Linked DNA regions of Sus scrofa: region 1 is linked to region 2. The links are chromatin contacts, called in public Hi-C maps. All regions are on one chromosome and are shown on one strand. The core of a region is the stretch at or near the end of the contact, and the rest is flanking DNA. Distances in the headings are between cores, read along the strand shown.

The links. A called contact is a pair of places that touch in the nucleus more often than the background predicts.
Region 1: a Hi-C map of fetal skeletal muscle shows a contact between it and region 2, with 2.5 times the contacts expected there. The contact joins two enhancer-like sites. A contact is called at or near these places in 4 of 47 Hi-C or Micro-C datasets (embryonic fibroblasts, fetal skeletal muscle and subcutaneous adipose tissue) and 1 of 2 datasets of contacts at active chromatin or transcription factors (skeletal muscle).

What each region holds. Positions count from the first base shown.
Region 1 is chr9:74,464,506-74,470,163 of Sscrofa11.1, reverse strand. The region is part of intron 1 of SGCE (sarcoglycan, epsilon); the gene reads left to right. Among named protein-coding and RNA genes, the nearest start is that of SGCE, 6.5 kb to the left of the region's middle. Within about 2 kb of position 2,108, at least 6 of the 83 cell types and tissues checked have an H3K27ac peak or open chromatin away from gene starts, as enhancers often do. A contact at or near this core is called in fetal skeletal muscle, where this site is marked.
Region 2 is chr9:74,080,502-74,086,327 of Sscrofa11.1, reverse strand. No RefSeq gene overlaps it. Among named protein-coding and RNA genes, the nearest start is that of COL1A2, 91 kb to the left of the region's middle. Within about 2 kb of position 2,482, at least 25 of the 83 cell types and tissues checked have an H3K27ac peak or open chromatin away from gene starts, as enhancers often do. A contact at or near this core is called in fetal skeletal muscle, where this site is marked.

The sequences.
Region 1 (5,658 bases), core at 859-3,358, 380 kb before region 2:
TTTATTTTTCTTTTTTATTGTCCCCACTTACTCCATCTGACCCCTTTTCTTAAAACTTACCTTTATCTCCATTCTAAACACCCAAGTGTAAATTCTGCTGTTGATCTTATTTCCTACTTTAAGTTTAAAAGAGGACTCTAGGTGGCCAGATGACATGGGCTTATGTGTCCGTTAGAGATTCTTGGGCTGGAGCTCTGTTTCAGTCCAAAGCTTCAGAGAAATATTAACATGATTTTTTTTTTCCTTCTATCCTTTCCAACCTCTCTTGCAGAGATAGAGCCAGACATGACAAAAAGACAGACACACATGGACAGGCAGAAAGACAAACATGGACAGATAGACGCATAGGCGTGCACACACACACAGACGCACACACACAGACACACACACACACACACACACACACGACATCCAGGCTTTTTCTAAACTTCCAGATCCAGTTCTCCAGTTAGCTGTCTCCCTGATTTCTAGTAATATTAAGCCAAAGCAGCCATGCAAAATTCAAAACAAGAAACTGGTGTTTTTAAAGATCAACAAGTCTTTTCAAGTGACTATTTTTCCGATTGGGGTTTTCAGGTTGGTAGGATCAGAGTCTCAATGCTCTTAAAGTTGTTTCACATGAACTGCTTCTGAACTGCTTCCAGTGAAAATTCTCTCAAAGTGAAATTCTGGTCATCTTGTATTTTTTAAGCAATGTGACTATACTAAAGACAGTATTGAATGAAAAACACTCCACAGTCTGACGCTGGAACAGACATTTCCATTGATGTCCCTTCTCTTCTCGTCTTTGTTCCACGTGCATATATATTTTTACATGACTGTTATTTTAATGTGTAGATTTTTTATACTTTGCTTTGAAAGATAAGTGAATCTTGCTTTCAGCTAAGTATTTGTCAAGGCTTTAGGATGCTCTGGTGTGTGAGATGCTGTGCTTTGTAGACTAGCGGAATTGCTTTGAGAGTGTGAGGCGGGCTGAACCAGCACCCGCCAGGTGTGTGAGTTACTGGGTTTGGGTTTGGGTTTGGGAGCAGAGTCCCTGGTAAAGGATCACAAGCCTTTGCCCTGGGTCTTCTCTTCATCAATATTTTTGTGAATAACTTTGGTGAAGATCTAAGATGCTTGCTTTACAAATCCGTGGGTTACTTGAAAAAAGGATAACTGTTACAAATAAATAACAGAATTTAGAGTTAACCTGTTTTAAGTAGGCTACAGTGCTGTCCAAAAAGATATTTTCTAGGAGTAAATGCATCATAATTCATGATTCTAAGGAAAGAGGTGACTTTATACGGTGGCAATTTTTGAGAGAAAAAACAGTTGATATGAACCAGCAGCATGATATGGCTGCAGTAAAATAAAAAATTAAAAAAGAAAAAAGGAAAGAAAAAAATCAAATTTAGATTCCGGTAAGAGTATAGTGTCCATATGTCACAAAAATTAATAGTACCCTGCTCTAATTAACCACATCTGTAGTATTGTGTCCATTTCTGGCTGTCACATTTAAAGAGAGACGTTGACAAATTAGATAACTTCCAGAACGGTCCGCAGGGATGGTGAGGGGTCTGGCAATCCTGTCATAGGAGGTATCCTCAAAGGGTCTGGAAATGTTTAGCTTGAAGACATAAACTCTCTTCTGTTTGCTTCGGGAAGCAAAACTAGCTTCAGTGGGTGAAAGGCAGCAATGGATTTCAACTTGAGACCTAATGGTGCAATTCAGAAAGAGCATAAACTTAACACCTTTACTTGGTCTATTCTTTTAAAGTATCAGAAATATTCACCTTTCTTGCAATGAGTATTTAATTTCAAGGCCGTGATAACATTTTAGTGGAAGACAGCAAAAATATTAGTGTTAGAAACATTTTATTTTTTCCAATAAACTGTCTGAAAAGAATAGTCCTGTGTGTGGCAGGTTGATTTCTTACAACTTGAAAATAGCTGCAACAGGACAATTGAACACATTCCTTCCCCTCTCATTCCAATTCAAACATAAAAATCTGAGAAGTAAAGATTTTTTGCCACCTTGCAAAGTATCCAGGCTTTAACTTGCTTCCTAGAGTTGGTCCTTGCCTGGTGTTTCTTGCTTGCTGAGAACAGGCTTCTCAGGCAGAGTGGCTGCAGATGCTGGAGGCGCTCTGAGTTAATGGGGGAGCAGACTGCTGCTGGCCACTGGTCCAGGAGAGCTCAGCCTTTGGCTGCTGGAGCCTCTTACCGGGGAAAAATGTGGGCCATTCTCCCTTCTGCAGTCCCCCTTATATGTCCTTGCAATACAGTTACAATTTTTAGCTTTTCAATAGAAAAGAAAACCCTTCAATCAAAAGTAGCTGCTGACCCTGTGCTCTTTTAACTTCTCTTCAAGTTAGCCTGGTTTCTCCCTTCCTCAGGGGCATGATCTTAGCGGCTCAAACATGGCTTGGGGCAGATTTTTCTTTCTTCTCTGTCTGCCTATTGTTTATTTTGATTACCATCTCTACTTTGAAAATGTGATTTTTTCAAAATTAGTTTGTGGAGTATGCACACAGTACCCTACTTCTAAAAGGTGATATAATGCATCGAACTCCTCAGAAACTATGTTTTCACTCCTGAGCCTTGAAAACTAAGGGGACTCTGATGAGAAAAGTGAAGAAAGCAGAGAACATTCTTCAGTCATCTTTATAACCAACTTCTTCCTGCTTCTTTTACTCCTGCCTCTTCTCTCCACACCCAGAACTTTCTCCTCCCTCAAATTGTTAGCTCAGAAATATGGTCACTCCATCCCTGACTGTGTGAAGTGTATTTTGAATGCTGTACAAGTTTCTCCTCTTCTTATTTTCTCTGTCTTTTATAAAAGTGTCATGTACTTTTGTGGGATTGTAATAATGTACCGGGCAAGTTGTGATGGCTGGGTTCCCAGTTGTTGAAGATGCCACAGGCGTTCCTGAGCTGAGCTCATATTTCCAAGAGAGAAATGCTCAAATATTGTCAACGCTCACTCACCTGATCTGCAGGCGGCTACTTGCAATTCCTTGAATGCAGTACTCGCTCCTGCTCCTGGGTTTGGAAAGTAAATAATCCCCAGTGTTTAAATTTTAAACTTTAAGGAGGTATTTTAGGAATAAATAGCCTCGAAGCATGAGTTGCTGGCATGTTTATTAATGTTACAGTCTTGCAAAAATCAACATGTTAGTAAAAGCTGAAGTGCTGTTTTCTTTCTGGGTGACTTTGGTAAAATTTTAATTTTTTTATCTTCATCTAAGGATTTCTAGGCCATATTTATGCAGTAGGAGTTTAAATGTGTTTTATCGCTTAAATGCACCCATCTTTATCATGTCTTCTTTTCTACTTAATTGCCTTGGACGAATCAGATTTTTAGAATAGCTCTTCGGCATTCTGTACCACGGGAATCGCCAGGGCATCTGTTGTGACATGGAAGGCAGACTTTTTCTTTTCTGACAAATGAAGCCCTTCATTTCAAAAATGTTTAGGAGTTAGGCAGCCCCAATGTAAGTTCTTTCCCTTTCTCTAGCTTTTCACTCATTCATCTGGTCACCACTTTGATTATTATGGAGATTTGGGGTTCACTATGAATTTGAAAGGAGAGATCACAGTTAATTTTCCTATAGCAGTTGAAGTGAAGTATTTTAGTTCCTGATTTCTTCAGCAATAGACATAGAAGGAAAGTTGATCTTTTACCTTGGAATGCAGAAGAAAAAAAATTAGCCCCTAGGTTTTTCATTTTTTTTTTTTTTTTCTTAGCAAATTGGTGTTTCTCGGTGTGCGGTAAAATAACATTGGCTTTTCTCTCCTCTGAAATAGTTAATCAATGTAGCACTCTTAACATCTTTCAGTTTCTATAGTTAGAGAGTTGATGCTAATCAAAGACCAGTATTGCAGAAGTGGAAACAGAACAGGTTGCTACATGCGCTTATCAAAATTGGAAATGTATGCGATTTTTTTAATCTAGTCATTTTACTTCTAGGAGTTCACCTTCTAAATATCCTCTTTTAAGTGATGAAAAATAAAATTATAAGGATGTTTATTGTAATGCCGACAGTAATAATGAAAAACTAGGAAAAAATAATGGGCATCTTACTAATAGTTCTTTTATTCATCTTTTTTTTCGATATTGACTGGTTTTGAGACCCATTACGCTAATGGGGTTGACAAAGATTAATCAATTAATCACACATATAAATGTGCCCTTAGAACTATGATAAGTGCTACAAACACAACTAGAATATCTAAGCAGAGGATCTGGCCAGAGTCGGGGCAGGTGTGGGGGAGTAGGGAAGTAGGTACTCAGATCTGAAGAATGAGTAAAATGTTAGTGAGGTGAAGAGAAAAGGTATACTGGAGGTCAAAGGAAGAAATCTGTAGAAGCCCTGGGGCAAACTGCCCTGGCAAATAGAAGATGCTGGAAAAAGTCCAGTGGGGTTGGAGTCCAGAGAAAAGGGGAAGCTCCTTATGAAAGGAAGCTAGATATGAAAGGGGGTCAGGGAGCAAATTTTGCAGGATCCGTTAGACTACTTTTTTTAAAGAGTGTAATCTTCATCCTAAAACCTGCAGGAAGTCGTTGGAGGGGTTTAAGCTGGACTTGATCAGATTTGCATTTCAAAAAGAGCACTTTGGCTGCTTTGTGATGAAGGGATTGAAGGGGTCAGAACAGATTGCCGCAGTAGTTGGAAGGAGACTTTAGTAACCCAGAGTAGAGATGATGAACTCCGGGGCTAGGGTGGTGCTGGGCAGATGAAAATGGGAGGGATATTTTGAGGGCGCAAACAGCAGTAGGACTGGATCATGGATTGAATTTCGGGTGGGGGGAGAGTGGCAGAAGATGTCAAAGATGATTTCTAGTTTTCTGTCATATTCTTAAGCGTGGTGATACCATTCTCCGGATGAAGAATGCCAGAGAGGACCAGACTTGAAAGGAAAGGTCAGGAGTCCTAATTTGGACAGGCTGAGGTTAAGGTGACGATAAATAAATTATGATTGAGCACACAGCATAAAGCTGTGCAGTCTTAAAATGTGATTTCATGTAAATGTGTTCAATGTATATGCTTAGGGGGAAAATGTAATCATATTCTGTAAAGAACAGCACGGCGTGTGCATGTTTCTATGTGGATGTATACAAACATATGTTTGCATATGCAGAGAATGTGGAAAGATGCAAAGATTATAAAGAGCCAATACCCGCGGCAGTGGCATTGGAAGAATGACAATAAATAATCTGAGAGGAAACTTTTCCATTTTATACCCTCCTGGTTATACTATTTGAATGTATTACAGTGTGGCTTCTATAATAAAGAAAAATAGTGACAGTTGCAAGTAAATGCCTGTTACTCTATTATTATTATATTTTTAATTTCAAACAGTTTTCCCTTCTGTTTTACTTCCCTAACCCAGTAGCTCTTACGGCTTTTGCCTTTTAGTCCTTTCCCATTAGATTGCACAATCAGGATAGATTTTACAGTCCATGTAGTATTTTGTGTTCTACCTTTTACTGATTTTATTAATTTCAAAACAGTCTAACATTTTGTAGATGAGGACATTAGTTTGTGATGGTGCATAAATTACATAGCCCATTTTTTAAGGGTCTCACTGGTGCTCCTTATTTATCTAGTGTTTCTGAGATGGAACACAGTACCGTTTCCGGGCAGTGAAAACCTAGTATGTGCCTTTGTCAGG
Region 2 (5,826 bases), core at 1,233-3,732:
GCCTGCTTGAGTGCAGGAAGTTCAGCATTTTAGAGAATCCAACGCCAAATGCATTTCCATGGGTGTGTGTGCATATATATTCACAAATCTCTCCTTGTCCTTTCTGGCTGAGATGACCAGTGTGCTAGTATCCAACAGCCCAGAGCCTTGACAGATCTAGAAAAGCCTTTTGAATCTGGCATTCTGACTATGTCCTGGGCATTGCCACTTGGATTTGGAAATGCTGCAAACCTGCCATGGTTGGTGTTGATGGGGCTAGGACTTAGTGACACTCCCACGCAGCTGGAACTATGACGCTGCCACTCTACCTTGGGGCCACTTCCTGGGAGGTGGAGAGATGCCGATTATGTCTGTGATCTGTTCAGTTAATGGGTGGAGGTGGGACAGATTATTTTCCCCTTAACTTGACAGGTATTAGATATGTATGAAGAAGTAACTTATATTTAACATTTTTATTTGAGAAACTTTGATGTGTACTTCAATTTACTAGCTATCACCTTTAAAACTCTTTGACACCCAGAAATTATCTGGTTGATTTATCATTGTCTTTTGAAGGTTGAGTCATTTAGAAATGACATGGCATTTGCATTTGAAATCAGTACTGTATTTATTTCATTGTTCAGAGTCTTTCCAAATAAATCTGTGGGTTTTTTTTTTTTGATAATTGTGAGAAAAATAATAATGTAACAACCATTAAGGAACATATGGGTTATCCATAGTTCACAGCCCTTTCAACTTCAGTCTCATAAACTCTGTTCAAAATAGCAAAATGACCAAGTTCCACCAAAGGGAAAATTATCTTCTGGTTCTACGGCTTTAGCAAGATCAATAATAGTGACAATGAAAACTTTAAGAACAAATGATGTGATTTTGTCAATGTTTCTTCACTCCTAATATTTTAATGAAGAAAACAATAAAACTGATCTTAAATATAGGGGATAAAGATCTTCCCAATGAGAATCAAGATGCGGAGGTAAAGATGGACTGACGCTCGTTGAAGTCCTTAGATTGTGGCTTAGGATCAGCATAAGGACACATATACGGTGATTTTTTAAGATGCTATTAATCATATTCCCGATAAATAAGATGGATATTGCACCCCGGATGTTTTAAATTATCCTTATACTTGCTCTTCAGTTAGGTTACTATATGTAGAATTTAGACTACCATTGATCAAAAAGAGAGAAGGTTGAAATTAAAACAGGAATGCTGTTTGGAAGTCCCAAATGCCAGCCACTGTTAGTTATTTAAATTCAAAACATGGGAATGAAAGACAGTCATATAATTATGGTGAATGTTTTTGTATGCCTACCATTTATCATACACTTTTCCAATTCTTTACATGAATTTAGTCATTACTCATCCTACCAGCTCCTTGAGGTATTATGATTATTATTTCCATTTTACAGATAAGGAAACAGGCTCAGCAGGTCAAAGAGTTGCCCCAAATCCCAAAGCTAGTGGGAGGGCAGGGATGCAGACCCAAACAGTCTGATTTGGAAACCTATATTCTCAAACACTACAGGATGTCTTTTTGATATGAGATGTGCCCGAAATGATAAAAGTTCAGCAGAGGAAAGAACTAGAAATCAAAATAATCTTCTAACTGAGAAAGAATGTCTTAGAGAACCGAAATCTTTTACAGCAAACACTTTGTTTTGGAGATAAAGAAACTGTAGCCAAGACAGCTCGGATAACTTGCTTGAGGTTACTTATAGTTCGTTTGTAGCAGAGGTGAAACTGGAGGCAGAGTGGGCATTCCTGACAGTCATTAATTCAACCATTGTTTATTGTACCAAGCGCTTTTTAGGTTTTGAAGACACAGTGCAGCACAGCAGATGAGGTTCCTGCCTGTAGGAAAATTACATCATGACCAGAAGAGTAATTTGACATTAGACTAGGTTACCAAGGGAGACTGTGGAACTCCCAGGTTAAAGTATTAGGAAAGTGGGGATAAAGCATGAGGCAGGGGGAGTGGGCTTGATATCAGTTCTACTGCATTTTAGAGATACTGATATTCATGGATAAGGTGTACAAGGGATAAGTGTTAGAGGCAAGCAAGATTCAAACCCACCCTGATTCCCCTTCACAGTGGATTGTGTGTGTGTGTGTGTGTGTGTGAGAGAGAGAGAGAGAGAGAGAGAGAGAGAGAGCAAGAGTGAGCAAGAGAGAGAAAACACATTATGACTTGCTGGCTAGGGGGTAGCTCTTCTCATTGGTCAGTAAAGCTGGTTGGAACAAGATCTTGTCAGATTGCCTGGAACCAGAGATCCATTTTTTTGGCAGAACCCACACAGCCCAATAAACCTCACCTTTTTATTCAGGCCTAAGTTCATTAGAGATTCAAACTTACTGGTGTGCATGTGATTCTAGGTTGGAGATCCTGCTGTGCTAAGGAGAATCTGACAGCCACAGAGGGGGTGACTCAGACCCAAGAGCTGGGGACCAGTGTGCCATCTCCTCCCTCCCCCTACAAAGTTAATCATTTTGGTGTGTGAAGATCCACTACACACTGAAAGGCCAGGTCAGCTTGCCACTTTATATGGCTCCTTAGGGGGCATTAGCAAAAAGTAGGTTTTCTACGTGGAGTAATTGGAGTAAGGTATCCGCCACTGGAGGAAATTTATAAAAGGCATCCTTCCCAAAGTCTCCCTGTTGGCTGACAAATTAGAAAAAGAAGCTCCACCTGGATGAGTACAGCCCTGGGTCAGTGTGCTTGGGGAGATGGGCCACAGCCCTGCTTCCAAGGGTCTTGGTGCCTTAAACTTTGAGGAGCCCAGATGAGTGTGAGGTCTCAACAACTCACTCATCACCGCTCTACAGGGGTGAAGTAGGACAAGAGGGTGGGTGCTTTTTGCCTTTGAGAATTGGGATCCTGTGGAGGGTTTCTCAGCATCAGGCACCCGATCCCTCTGGTCTTCCTGAACCCACAGCTCACCCACCTCCCTGTCAGAGCTAACGTGGCAGAGATGGTTGGGCAGTGGTTGGGAGGTGGTTACTGGCTCAGGGCCCTGAAACACTGAGTAATTCCTAGGATGGCTGAGACTGAAGGCACCATTCCAGACACTTCCACGTTGTCTGAAATTAAAAAAAAAAAAAAAAATCACCACCACCCAGCCCAAGCTGTTGGAGACAGATCCTTTGGCTCTGAAACAAGACCCATCCCTTTTATGGAAGGACATTGTTGGAAAGTCATACCATATAGGAAAGCCAAGATTCTTTCCCCATTTTTATAGGACTGGGAGGGACCAAATCAAGAGGAGGGATGAAGGGGGATGGCTAAAGGGAATTGCATTGCTTTTCCAGAAAGTTTTGAATCTACATTATAACTCTTGGCTTATAAAGACAAAGGTTTGAACTTCCTCTCAGAGCTCCTCCAGTGAAAGAATCGACCACTTTTATGCAGCCCCTGGTGCTGTGTCAGTGCTGTGGACTTAAGAAGGAGTCAAAAAGCATGGGGTTTATGATTGCAGGAGAAATAAGACAAGATACATTGCACATCAAATCCTATAAACGACAACCCGGCGTGGCCAACAAAAATAGGCCATCACAGCTGCACTCTGAGTGTTTATTTATTGGAGGAGAGAAGGTACAGTCAGGAAAAAGGGGAATCATGTCAGGATGTTATTGGAGTCAAGCAGATTGACTGCCTTGAGTGACATCCCTGGCTGCATCAAGCAGTTGGGTCAGAGACATGAGAACATTTGACATGTGGACTTACAGCCCCAGTATAGATTTTAAGTTGGATTTCAGGTTTTAGTGCAATTAAGAGCAACTGCAAAGTTTTGAAAAGAGAAATATTTCGATCAGATTATTAGAGTCATATGGTTTTGATTTTAATTAGAAAAGACCATCTCAGAGAACAGGGAGATGAGAGGATCTGCCAGTGAGGTAATTCACTAACCGAACCAGTTTAGGAGCTAACAAGGTCTTTCTGAAACTGACAGGAAAGCTTCAGTGTGACCCTGCAGACAAGAATTGTTTTTGTTTTTGTTTTGTTTTTTCCCTCTCACTTTTCTGATGGACTTGGATGACCAGCTTGATTAGCTCTTGTGTTCATAAACACCAAAACTGTACTATTTCATCCATTTATGTCATTGTTAATGACCACGGTTTAGACAAAGTGAAAGAAAAAGTGTCCAGACTAAAGATGACTGAATTGCTTCTCTATTCTATTTTGAAAAGAAAGGATTCATGTTTTTCTTACTTTCTCATTACCAGCTCGACTCCTTTTGGAGGATTTTAGTCTTAAATCTGAATGTGCTTACCAGCTGGGAAAAATTTGACATTTACTTGATTTTGTCCCTTGGAAGTTAAAAAAAAAAAAATTGGCAGCATTATTAAACAACAAGTCTGCTTATTTATTCCTTCTATCCCTCCCCAGGTTGCAGGCTCTTTTCAAATCTCTGATAGACCTCTACCATTTTTCTAAAGGTAATTTCCCAAAGTGCTGCCTCTGGTCATAGAAAATGCCACGTAGATTTCTGGGTTTATAAAGCCTGAGAAAGCCATTTTGGTTACATTTGCAGCTTTTTGTGTGATTCTGGGTGGCAACACCCTATTGCCAACATTATTCTTTCCTTCTTCTGGGAAGAGCCATAATTGTACTTGGCTTGGTTAACACAAAGGCCTCCAAAAACTAAGAATCTGATCCCTCTAGTGTTCTTTTGTGAAGACTACAGTACAGAATGATGAACAGAGGAAAACGGCAGCAAAATACCACAGACAATGGCTCCTGAAGTCAATTTGTTTTTCAAATGACGAAAATACAATGACTTACAATGACAACGTTGTGTGTTGTGTATTTACAAAAGAAAATGTTGGCACTTTTCTACAATCCATCTATATATTTCAAGTGTGCAATCGATTAACCTTATGGGAGGCTGTGTGGCATTGAGAATTATCTGAACAAATAATAAACCATTTAAATAACACTGGCCAGAGTTATCAGAGGTGCAGAGGCAATGTAAACATGCCACATTTTCAGAAACAAATTTACTACACTGTTTAGGATTGTCTGACTGTATTTATAGGCTTTTTTCCCCCCTGGAATATAAAGAGAAGACAGAAGAGAGTTCATGTATTTTTACATTTTTTGGCTGATGCTTCCTGATGTTCAATAAAAAGAGTATGCTATCTTCTTCATGTTTTTCTTTGACATTTTCTTCCACATTCAGACATTTATTAAACAGTTATTCTATTCCAGGCACTGAAGATACAAAATTGATAAGATAGTCACTTTTCTCAATAAACTGTATTATCTCACTGGAAGATAGACTCAAACAACTACAGTAGAGATATATACAAAGTGTTTGGGACTCAGGGGAAATGATATTAATTATTAATATTAGTCCATAGAGAGGATGAGATATTAAACTGGGTTTTGAAGAATGAGCAGGATTTAGAGTCCTCATGTCAGAGACAGTTCACAGTTTGTCGTCTTTGACTAATCCCGGCTCACTAGCAGTTTCCAGGCAAAGTGCCAGGATGGTGGGCAGCTCATCCTTGGATCTGTGCAGCCTTAGTTTCTTGTGCAAATTTCCTTTAGCTTTGTCCAGTTCCTCTTCCAGTGGTTCCGATTAAATAAAAAGAGCTACACTGTAGGAATACCAGGTTTCAGTGAATGGACATGAAGTAGAATTTGGACGCATTATAGGAGTAGATATTCAGCCTGCTGCTATTGCTCTGGATTCTGAGCAGGAAAAGGTTCTATACAAGCACAACTCAGAGAAATAATGAAATTAGAACCAGATCTATCGTGTGGCTGGAGGCAGGTCCCGATTGAAGGAGTCTGGCTATGTTAGATGATCTCTAAGAGCCTTTCCA